Linked DNA regions of Sus scrofa: regions 2 and 3 are each linked to region 1. Evidence: chromatin contacts called from public HiChIP or PLAC-seq data. All regions are on one chromosome and are shown on one strand. Each heading gives the region's core, a stretch centred on a gene start, on an enhancer-like site or on the middle of the called end of the contact. The rest is flanking DNA. Distances are from core to core; before and after follow the strand shown. Region 1 holds the start of RNF181 (ring finger protein 181). Region 2 holds the start of RETSAT (all-trans-retinol 13,14-reductase). Region 3 holds the start of TGOLN2 (a long non-coding RNA gene).

Evidence for each region. HiChIP or PLAC-seq counts read pairs in DNA pulled down with a chosen protein or histone mark.
Region 2: an H3K27ac HiChIP or PLAC-seq map of alveolar macrophages shows a contact between it and region 1. The contact joins the promoter of RETSAT here to the promoter of RNF181 in region 1. A contact is called at or near these places in 1 of 47 Hi-C or Micro-C datasets (heart right ventricle) and 1 of 2 datasets of contacts at active chromatin or transcription factors (alveolar macrophages).
Region 3: a contact with region 1 is called in an H3K27ac HiChIP or PLAC-seq map of alveolar macrophages. The contact joins the promoter of TGOLN2 here to the promoter of RNF181 in region 1. A contact is called at or near these places in 1 of 5 promoter capture datasets (liver) and 1 of 2 datasets of contacts at active chromatin or transcription factors (alveolar macrophages).

What each region holds. Positions count from the first base shown.
Region 1 is chr3:59,172,856-59,175,555 of Sscrofa11.1, reverse strand. It overlaps RNF181 (ring finger protein 181), which reads left to right and starts at 1,341. Exons shown (of 6, transcript NM_001243378.1): 1 at 1,341-1,450; 2 at 2,072-2,202; 3 at 2,386-2,495; 4 at 2,681-2,700. The coding sequence starts at 1,365.
Region 2 is chr3:59,399,795-59,402,494 of Sscrofa11.1, reverse strand. It overlaps RETSAT (all-trans-retinol 13,14-reductase), which reads right to left and starts at 1,334. Exons shown (of 11, transcript XM_003124944.4): 1 at 957-1,334. The coding sequence starts at 1,125. ELMOD3 (ELMO domain-containing protein 3) reads left to right here and starts at 1,302. Exons shown (of 13, transcript XM_005655213.2): 1 at 1,302-1,557.
Region 3 is chr3:59,425,473-59,428,172 of Sscrofa11.1, reverse strand. TGOLN2 (a long non-coding RNA gene) reads left to right here and starts at 1,383. Exons shown (of 4, transcript XR_298231.3): 1 at 1,383-1,792; 2 at 2,301-2,700.

The DNA.
Region 1 (2,700 bases), core at 92-2,591:
GTAGAGGCCCTGTGTACTTGGGCAAACCATTTCCCGGGCTTGGGTTTTACCTATGTAAAAAGGGATAATGATACTTAGCTTCTAGGACAATTGTGAGGATTATTTATACCATGTGTAAAATATCTATCAATGTTATAATTCTAGATGCCAAATAAATGGTAGCTGTTATCCAAATCATTTAGTGCAGTGGTTCTCAACCCTGTCTCACATCAGAATCACCCGTAGAACTTATAAAAATATCACACCCAGGAGTTTCTGTTGTGGCACAGTGGAAACGAATCCGATTAGTAACCATGAGGTTGTGGGTTTGATCCCTGGCCTCGCTCAGTGGGTTAAGGATCCAGCATTACTGTGAGCTGTGTGGTGTAGGTCGCAGATGCTGCTGGGATCTGGCGCTACTGTGGTTGCGGTGTAGGCTGGCAGCTGCAGCTCCAATTTGACCCCTAACCTGGGAACCTCCATATGCCTCGAGTGCAACCCTACAAAGCAAAAAATAAAAAATAAAAAAAAAATCACACCCAGACCTAGATTAGTTAAATCAAAATCTTTGAGAATATCAGACATAGTTTTTGTTTTTCTCCTAAAGCTGCAACTCCTCCTCTTCTCTCTCGAGGAGACTCATGGGTAGCCAGGGATGCAAACTACTTATTTAATTCAAGCCTCTAGTTTTACAAAACTAGGGGAGAAGTTGAGCAATGGGCTAAAGGTTACATAACAATTCCAAGAGCTGGGAAGGCTCCTGATCCCCCGGAAGGCTGGGGAGGTTGCCCCACCATTTATCACCCTTTATTATTTTGTCTAATACAGAAGAAATGCGCAGAAGATTTTTGTTTGTTTTGCGGAGGTCAGGAAAGAGTCAAGCGACAAGTCCTGAACAAACCAGAGAGCAAGCAGCGGGTTGCAGAAATGCCCGGCGGGGCCAAGGCAGAGCAGCGGGAAGCACCCTGATTCCGGGTTTTCCCTGGCCAGCTCCACCCTCTCTGAGAAGTCTCTAGCATCTGCACTGCTGAGACTCTCTGAGACGCAGAGCGAATGGAGGACCCCTAGAGGCCAGACCGATGACTTTTCAAAGCTCCGGGATCGGATCCACATGTCACTCCCAGGAATTTACCTTAGGGCTCAGAGATGAACGTTTTTGACCAGCCCAGGCCCCTGCCATTGGCTTTAGCCTTTGGTCACCTGATTCACTCGAGCCAATGAGACGTGATAAAGTTCATACTTCCGCTTTTTATGAGGAAGAAGCCACTGTGCCCGCCTTTCGGGCGCTCTGATTGGTCTCTCTCTCTCAACTTACCAGTTTATTGGCCAGCGCCAGGGGCCTGAGGTCCAGGGGTATGAGGGCTGTGTCAGACAGCCCGGCTGCCATGGCGTCCTATTTTGATGAACACGACTGCGAGCCGTTGGACCCCGAGCCGGATGCCCGAACCAACATGCTGCTGGAGCTCGCAAGGTGGCTGCACGGGCTGGGAGGGAGGGCCTACGCAGCAGGCTTCTGGGCTGAAGCTGGCTGGAGAAGGCGGCTCACCTGGGGCAGCGGGTTCCGGGGAGGACTGCTAAATCATCTGCAGAGTTAGTTCCGTGGTGAGATTGGAGGGGAAGTCGAGAATTTGGATGGTCCGTGGACGGACCCGGGCAAGGGGATTCTGGAAAAGACTGGAGTGGAAAGTAGGGGGAGTCGGCGCGAGAGGGCAGTGAGCTCTACGAAGTACTAGAGTAGGCGGGCCCGGGGGGTTGGGTAGGGGCCTTGTGAGCCTAAGCCGGAACCCCAAGCACGGAAGCCTCACTGCCACTTGGAATCAGGCTTTACTAGGTCATTCCTGCGTGGCCTGAGTAACTTCTGAGTTGTTGCTTCATGTGTAAAGTGGAAATAAACAGCTTGCGTGCTTGGGGTTGTCTGATAGCAGCCCAAAGCCATTGCCCACTGTGCTTTTCCTCTAGCGAACAGGACTGAGGGCTAGCTATTAGTACTACTAACTGAGCAGAGCGTTTATGTTATTAATGCCCAGTGGATTGCGGGAGCAAAGAGAGAGTATGGTTTCCTTTGGTTCTGATGTTGCATCCTTCTTCCCAGGTCACTTTTCAATAGGATGGACTTCGAAGACTTGGGGCTGGTGGTAGATTGGGATCACCACCTGCCTCCGCCTGCTGCCAAGACAGTGGTTGAGAACCTCCCTAGGACGGTCATCAGAGGCTCTCAGGCCGGTGAGGACACTAGTTCCTTCCACCATTTGGGGCAAGTCTGCCAGACCCGCCCCATCTGGAAGCCAGACTATAGTCTGGCTCTTTCAGTTTTCCAGGCCAGGTTGGGGGAAGAGTGTCCTTCAGGAATGGGAGCTGGGAGGTAGGGCCGGCAGCAGCTCTCCTGATTAGCACTCCCTCCTCAAGAGCTCAAGTGCCCCGTGTGTCTTTTGGAATTTGAGGAGGAGGAGACTGCCATTGAGATGCCTTGCCATCACCTCTTCCATTCCGGCTGCATTCTGCCCTGGCTGAGCAAGGTACTGCTTCCTTCCTCCCAGCCCTCACCCTGCCCCTGGGCCCGGTTCTCAAGTCTCCTTCTGATCCTGGACTGTTGGGGGGATCAGAGAGGGGAGAAGGGTAGGGGTGGGCATTGGGGGCTGGGGACGGATATCAGCTTATGAAAACCCAGACCCGGGTTGGTACACTGCCCTGCTCTTCCCAGACAAACTCCTGCCCCCTGTG
Region 2 (2,700 bases), core at 85-2,584, 230 kb before region 1:
TACTGCATTCAGAAATACTAGTCACAACTCACCAAACTGATTTCAAGAGCCACTAAGAGATCACAATCCGGTTTGAAAAACAGTTGAAACTAGTCATCTCATTTTCTTTCTTTTTTTTTAAGCAGCAGAATTCTTTCTTTAAGCCCTAGTAGAAACCCTCAAATACTTTTTTTTTTATCGTCTTTTGTCTTTAGAGGCTGCACCCGAGGTATATGGAGGTTCCCAGGCTAGGGGGTGAATCAGAGCCGCATCTGCAACCTACACCACAACTCAGGGCAATGCCAGGTCCTTAACCCACCGAGCGAGGCCAGGGATTGAACCTGTGTCCTCGCAGATACTAGTTGGGTTCATTAACTGCCAAGCCACGACAGGAACTCCTTTTTTAGCGTGTGTTTGTGTGAAACCCTCAAATACTTTTTGAACATAACAGTGCAGGTCCTCTGGTCAAGGGCAGCTCAAAGCCTGAAGGCACCCCGTTGAACCCTGGTTCATCACATGAGAGCCAATCAAATCACTTGACGGGCCAAATGCAAGTTCCTATAAAGGTTTCTGGGCCACTCTCCCACGTCCTGGAACTCATGTTGGAAGCCAAGTGAAAAAAATTAAGGTCTTCAAGCCAAGTGGGGGAAAAGGTCTTCTCTCTTGTTTAGCCGTGCCTAACCACGGCTATACTAAGTGGCTGGCCCTGCATGTGGCTATGCCAAGACTGGTTCGCCGAGGTCAGTGCCCGCGCCTTGAGACCACGATTCCACAAGTCTGCGGGGGTGAAGGCTCTCGCAGGTGGTGGATATGCACACTAAAGCAGGCGCCTCCACCTGCAACAAAGCCCTCCCCGCACTTAAATCTCGGGAAACTAACGCCGGGGTCGCGCAGCGGCTGGCCCTGCGGAAATAGGAACACTAACCCGCAAGGAAGTGCGGGCGCAGCCTCGGACCCCGGGGATCCCTCCAGCTGACCTTGTTTGAGAACCTTCTTCCTGGCTTCCTTGTCCGTCACGAGGGGTGCGGGTGGCCTCTTAACGTCCTCGGAGAAGGGGTTCGGAGAGCTGCCTGCAAACAGCCACTTGTAAACTTGGCCGAGGACGGCCAGCAGCAGCGCAGCCAGCAGCAGCAGCGACAGCCACATCGCGCCGGCTTCAGGTGTGGGGAACCCGTCTGCTCCGACTGCGGCCGCGGCTCTGCCCAATTAGCCTGTTGCCCCACAGAGTAGGCGGAAATAGCTTTGGCCGCTGATGCGCCCAGATCTTTTGGCCAGAGACCAAGTCTCCAGCGCAGATTGACCCTCCCCGCTCCTCGTACTTCCTTCGCCTGCTGTGCGGAGGGCCGTGCGCATGCGCGGAGGTGGGGGGCAGCGGGGCTGCGGACCCCAATTGCGAAAACGCTGGGAACTCGGGGACCCGCCCGGCCGCCCCGAGGGTCGGAGGAGGAGGAGGAGGAATGTAGGGTGGAAATGATCTTCCTGGGCGGAGGTAAGGCTGAGCGTTGCAGGACAGTGAGAGGCTCCCGACTAGCAGACAGGAGACCTGGGTTGTGCTGAGAACTCGCTGGATGACCTGAGGCAAGTTGGTTTCCTATTTTCCCCACCGAGCAGTGAGAAAGTTTTTGTCTGGAGTCCCTTTGCAGCCCCTGTCTGGGTGTCTCAGTGGATTGAGATCTTATTTGAGATCCGTTCACCGCAGCTGGCGAGCACCCGGCTCTGTTCCGCCCAATTAAGCGACAGCTTTGGCCGCGGCGCTCTCTTGGGATTGGCGTTGCTTCTGGTGGGGGCTGGAGAGGGCGGGGAGCCTTCAGTGACAAGCCTGATGAAAAGACTGCCTTAGGTAGGTGCAACTTTGTAACTTCCAATCCTTATATTTAAGGTGTGGATCCAATTTCTAGATTAAACAGTTAGAGGGTTTAAGCTCTAGCAAGCTTAAACTTAAAATCATTCCCCTTAATGTAGCTCCTTGCCTAAAGGGAATGTACTTTAACCTATGCTATGTACCGTAACATAAACAACAAGGGCTTTCTGTATAGCCCAGGAAACTATGTTCAATATTTTGTAATAACGTATAATGGGAAAGGATCTGAAAAGTAACATATACACACATATATGTATACATAAATACACATATGTACAGATATAAAAATATACTGTATGTATATATATGTGTGTGTGTATATATATATATATATATATATATATATATATATCTGAATTACTGTGCTGTTCACCAGAAACTAACACAACACTGTAAATCAAGTATACTTCAATTTTTTTCTTTTTTTTCTTTTTAGGGCACTACCCTCGGCATATGGAAGTTCCCAAGCTAGGGGTCGAATGGGAACTCCACCTGCTGGCCACGGCCACGGCCATGGCCACAGCCACACCAGGTCCAAGCGGAGTCTTTGACCTACACCACAGCTCAAGGTAATGCCAGATGCTTAACCCACCGAGCAAAGCCAGGGATCACACCTGCATCCTCATGGATGCTTGTCGGGTTCATAACCCACTGAGCCACAACGGGAACTCCTTATACTTCAATTTAAAAAAAAAATTTTTTTAATTAAAAAATTTAAGTGCGTGCAGCATAAATACTGAATTTGGAAAGGATCCATCATTACAGAAAGGCCATTTCCTCAGGCCCAGGTGTAAGAAACTTGCCTAATATCGGTAGGAGTGACTTTGTAACTTGGAGTCCTTGCTTGTTTGACAGTTTCT
Region 3 (2,700 bases), core at 134-2,633, 250 kb before region 1:
CCTGCATTGTTGAAACTGTGGCGTAGACCAGCAGCTATAGCTCTGATTTGACCCATAGTCTCAGAACTTCCATAAGCCCTGGGTACAGCCCTAAAGAAAAAGAAAAGAGGAGTTCCCGCCATGGCGCAGTGGTTGACGAATCCGACTAGGAACCATAAGGTTGCGGGTTCGGTCCCTGGCCTTGCTCAGTGGCTTAACGATCCGGCGTTGCCATGAGCTGTGGTGTAGGTTGCAGACGCGGCTCGGATCCCGTGTTGCTGTGGCTCTGGTGTAGGCCGGTGGTTACGGCTCCAATTAGACCCCTAGCCTGGGAACCTCCATATGCCGAGAGAGCGGCCGAAGAAATAGCAAAAAAAAAAAAGACAAAAAAAAAAAAAAAAAAAAGAAAAAGAAAAGAAATGAGAAGAGAAAGTAAACAAGAAGAAGAGGGAAAATAAGTACATTTGTATTTAAAAAAAAAAAAAAAGATGGAAACATGTGGAGAGGTAGGAAGCAAGAATTTCCCATTGTTTACTTTTCCAAAAATCCCGTTTTGATGTTTCAACCAACAGTCTATATTACTTAATCAAAAATATTAAATGTTTGCAAGACAAATACAGTAAAATGAGAGCGCCCCTGTAGTGCAGGGGGTTAAGGATCCAGCGTTGTCACTGAAGCGGCTTGGGTCACTGCAGTGGCTTGAGTCACTGCAGTGGTAGGTTTGATCACTGGCCTAGGAAATTTCCACATGCCAGGGGCATGGTCAAAAAATAAATAAATAAATAAAAAGCATACAGTAAAACAGTAGTGATCATGCCAGAAAGGTGGAACAAAGATTTTCTACTTCTACACATTCAGTGAATTTTCTACAATGAACATAATTAAGTTCTTCCATCAGAAAAAGGATGTACTGTTTGTTTGTATGTTTGTTTTGTTTTTTAGGGCCCTCACCCACGGCTTATGGAAGTTCCCAAGCTAGGGGTCAAATTCGAGCTGCAGCTGCAGGTCAACACCACAGCCACAGCAATGCAGGATCTGAGTCTGCGACCTACACCACAGCTCACAGATCTTTAACCCACTGAGCAAGGCTAGGGTGGAACCCGCATCCTCATGGATACTAGTTGGGTTCGTTACCGCTGAGCCACGACTGGAACTCCCAGGATGCACTTTTTAATGAGAGAGCTTTGGCGATGGCGAAAGGCACAGGTTCCATGGAGCTAGAACTGAGGGGAGCAGGGTCGGGAAGGCTGCCGCTAAAAGGTGACAGGCTAGGTTTCTCTTTCCAGATTCCCACACGTTTGTGTCCTGCAGGAAAAAAAACTAAAAAACAAACAAAAAAACACAAGAAAGGTAGAAGGCAGAATTGCGGGCAGAGGATAGGGCCAAGAGGCGCCCGGCCCCCTGCGACGTCACTCCGTGGGGCAGTCCACCCGCCGGGGGAGCTCCTGCTCGTCCGTACTGTCTCGTCATCAGGAGGGCAAAGAAGGAAAGGGAGAGTGACGGTTTGCTGTGGCTGCTATTAAGCAAAGAAACCAGAAAAAGAGAGAGACGCCTTTAACGGGCGACAGCAGACACGCCACGGAGAAACGCCGTCACCGAGCTAAGGAAACGGGGCTCTCTTGGAGCACCCTGGCCTTTTCCCAAGCCCCGCCCCCTGTCTGGGCGGGGCTGCAAGAGACTTGAGCCGGAAGGGACGGAGCGGTAAACACTGAGTCTGCGCGCTCATCTCGCGACAGCAGTAGAGGGCGGAAGTGCAGTCTGTCCAGGATGAGGTTCCTGGTTGCGTTTGTCTTGCTGAGCGTCGCAGCGGAGGGTAAGACCCCCCCCCCCTTCTAGTAGCCTCTCGTCATCTCACTCTCGCCCCCAGGCCCACCATCCTCACCGGTGGGCAATCTGACCTTACTTTCTCCCTGCCCGGCTGTCGTCATCCTTCCGCTCACCATCACCCCCTCCCCTTTTTGCCGGTTGAACCCATCTAAGGATTCCGTTCTCCCCGCCTGCCTCCCTCTCTCACTTTTTTTTTTTTTTTTTTTTTTTTTTTTTTGTCTTTTCTAGGGCCGCGGGTGCGGCATGCGGAGGTTCCCAGGCTAGAGGTCTAATCAGAGCTGTAGCCGCCGGTCTACGCCACAGTCACAGTCACAGTCACGGATCCGAGCCGCGTCTGCGACCTACACCACAGCTCCCAGATCCTTAACCCACTGAGCTAGGCCCAGGGGTCGAACCCGCAACCTCATGGTTCCTAGTCCTATTTGTTAACCACTGAGCCAGGACGGGATCTCCCACGCCTGCCTTTCTTTAGCTAGCTGGTTTCTCTGTTTCAGACTCCGTGCCGTCAAGTTCTGTGCCAGCCTCCACAATACCCACTCTGAGGGTAAGTCAGTCTACTGGAGACTCCAAGCTCGTAACCGCAGAACTGCCTTCTCAGTCAGACAAAGTAGACAGATCCATTCCGAAACAAAACACCGGGGAAGTCAGCCCTGACAAGTCGAAACTGGAGCCAAACACCACGAATGACAGCCCTCACAAATCGAAATCTCAAGAGCATATCACGAATGTCGACCATAACAACAACACAAATGTTGACCCTGGCAAGTCGAAAACGGAGCCGCACTCCACGAATGACAGCTCTGACAGAGCGACATCTGAGGACCCTGCTGTGGATGGCAACCCTGACAAGTTGGAACTGAAGCAGGACATCACGAATAATGGCTCTGGCAAGGG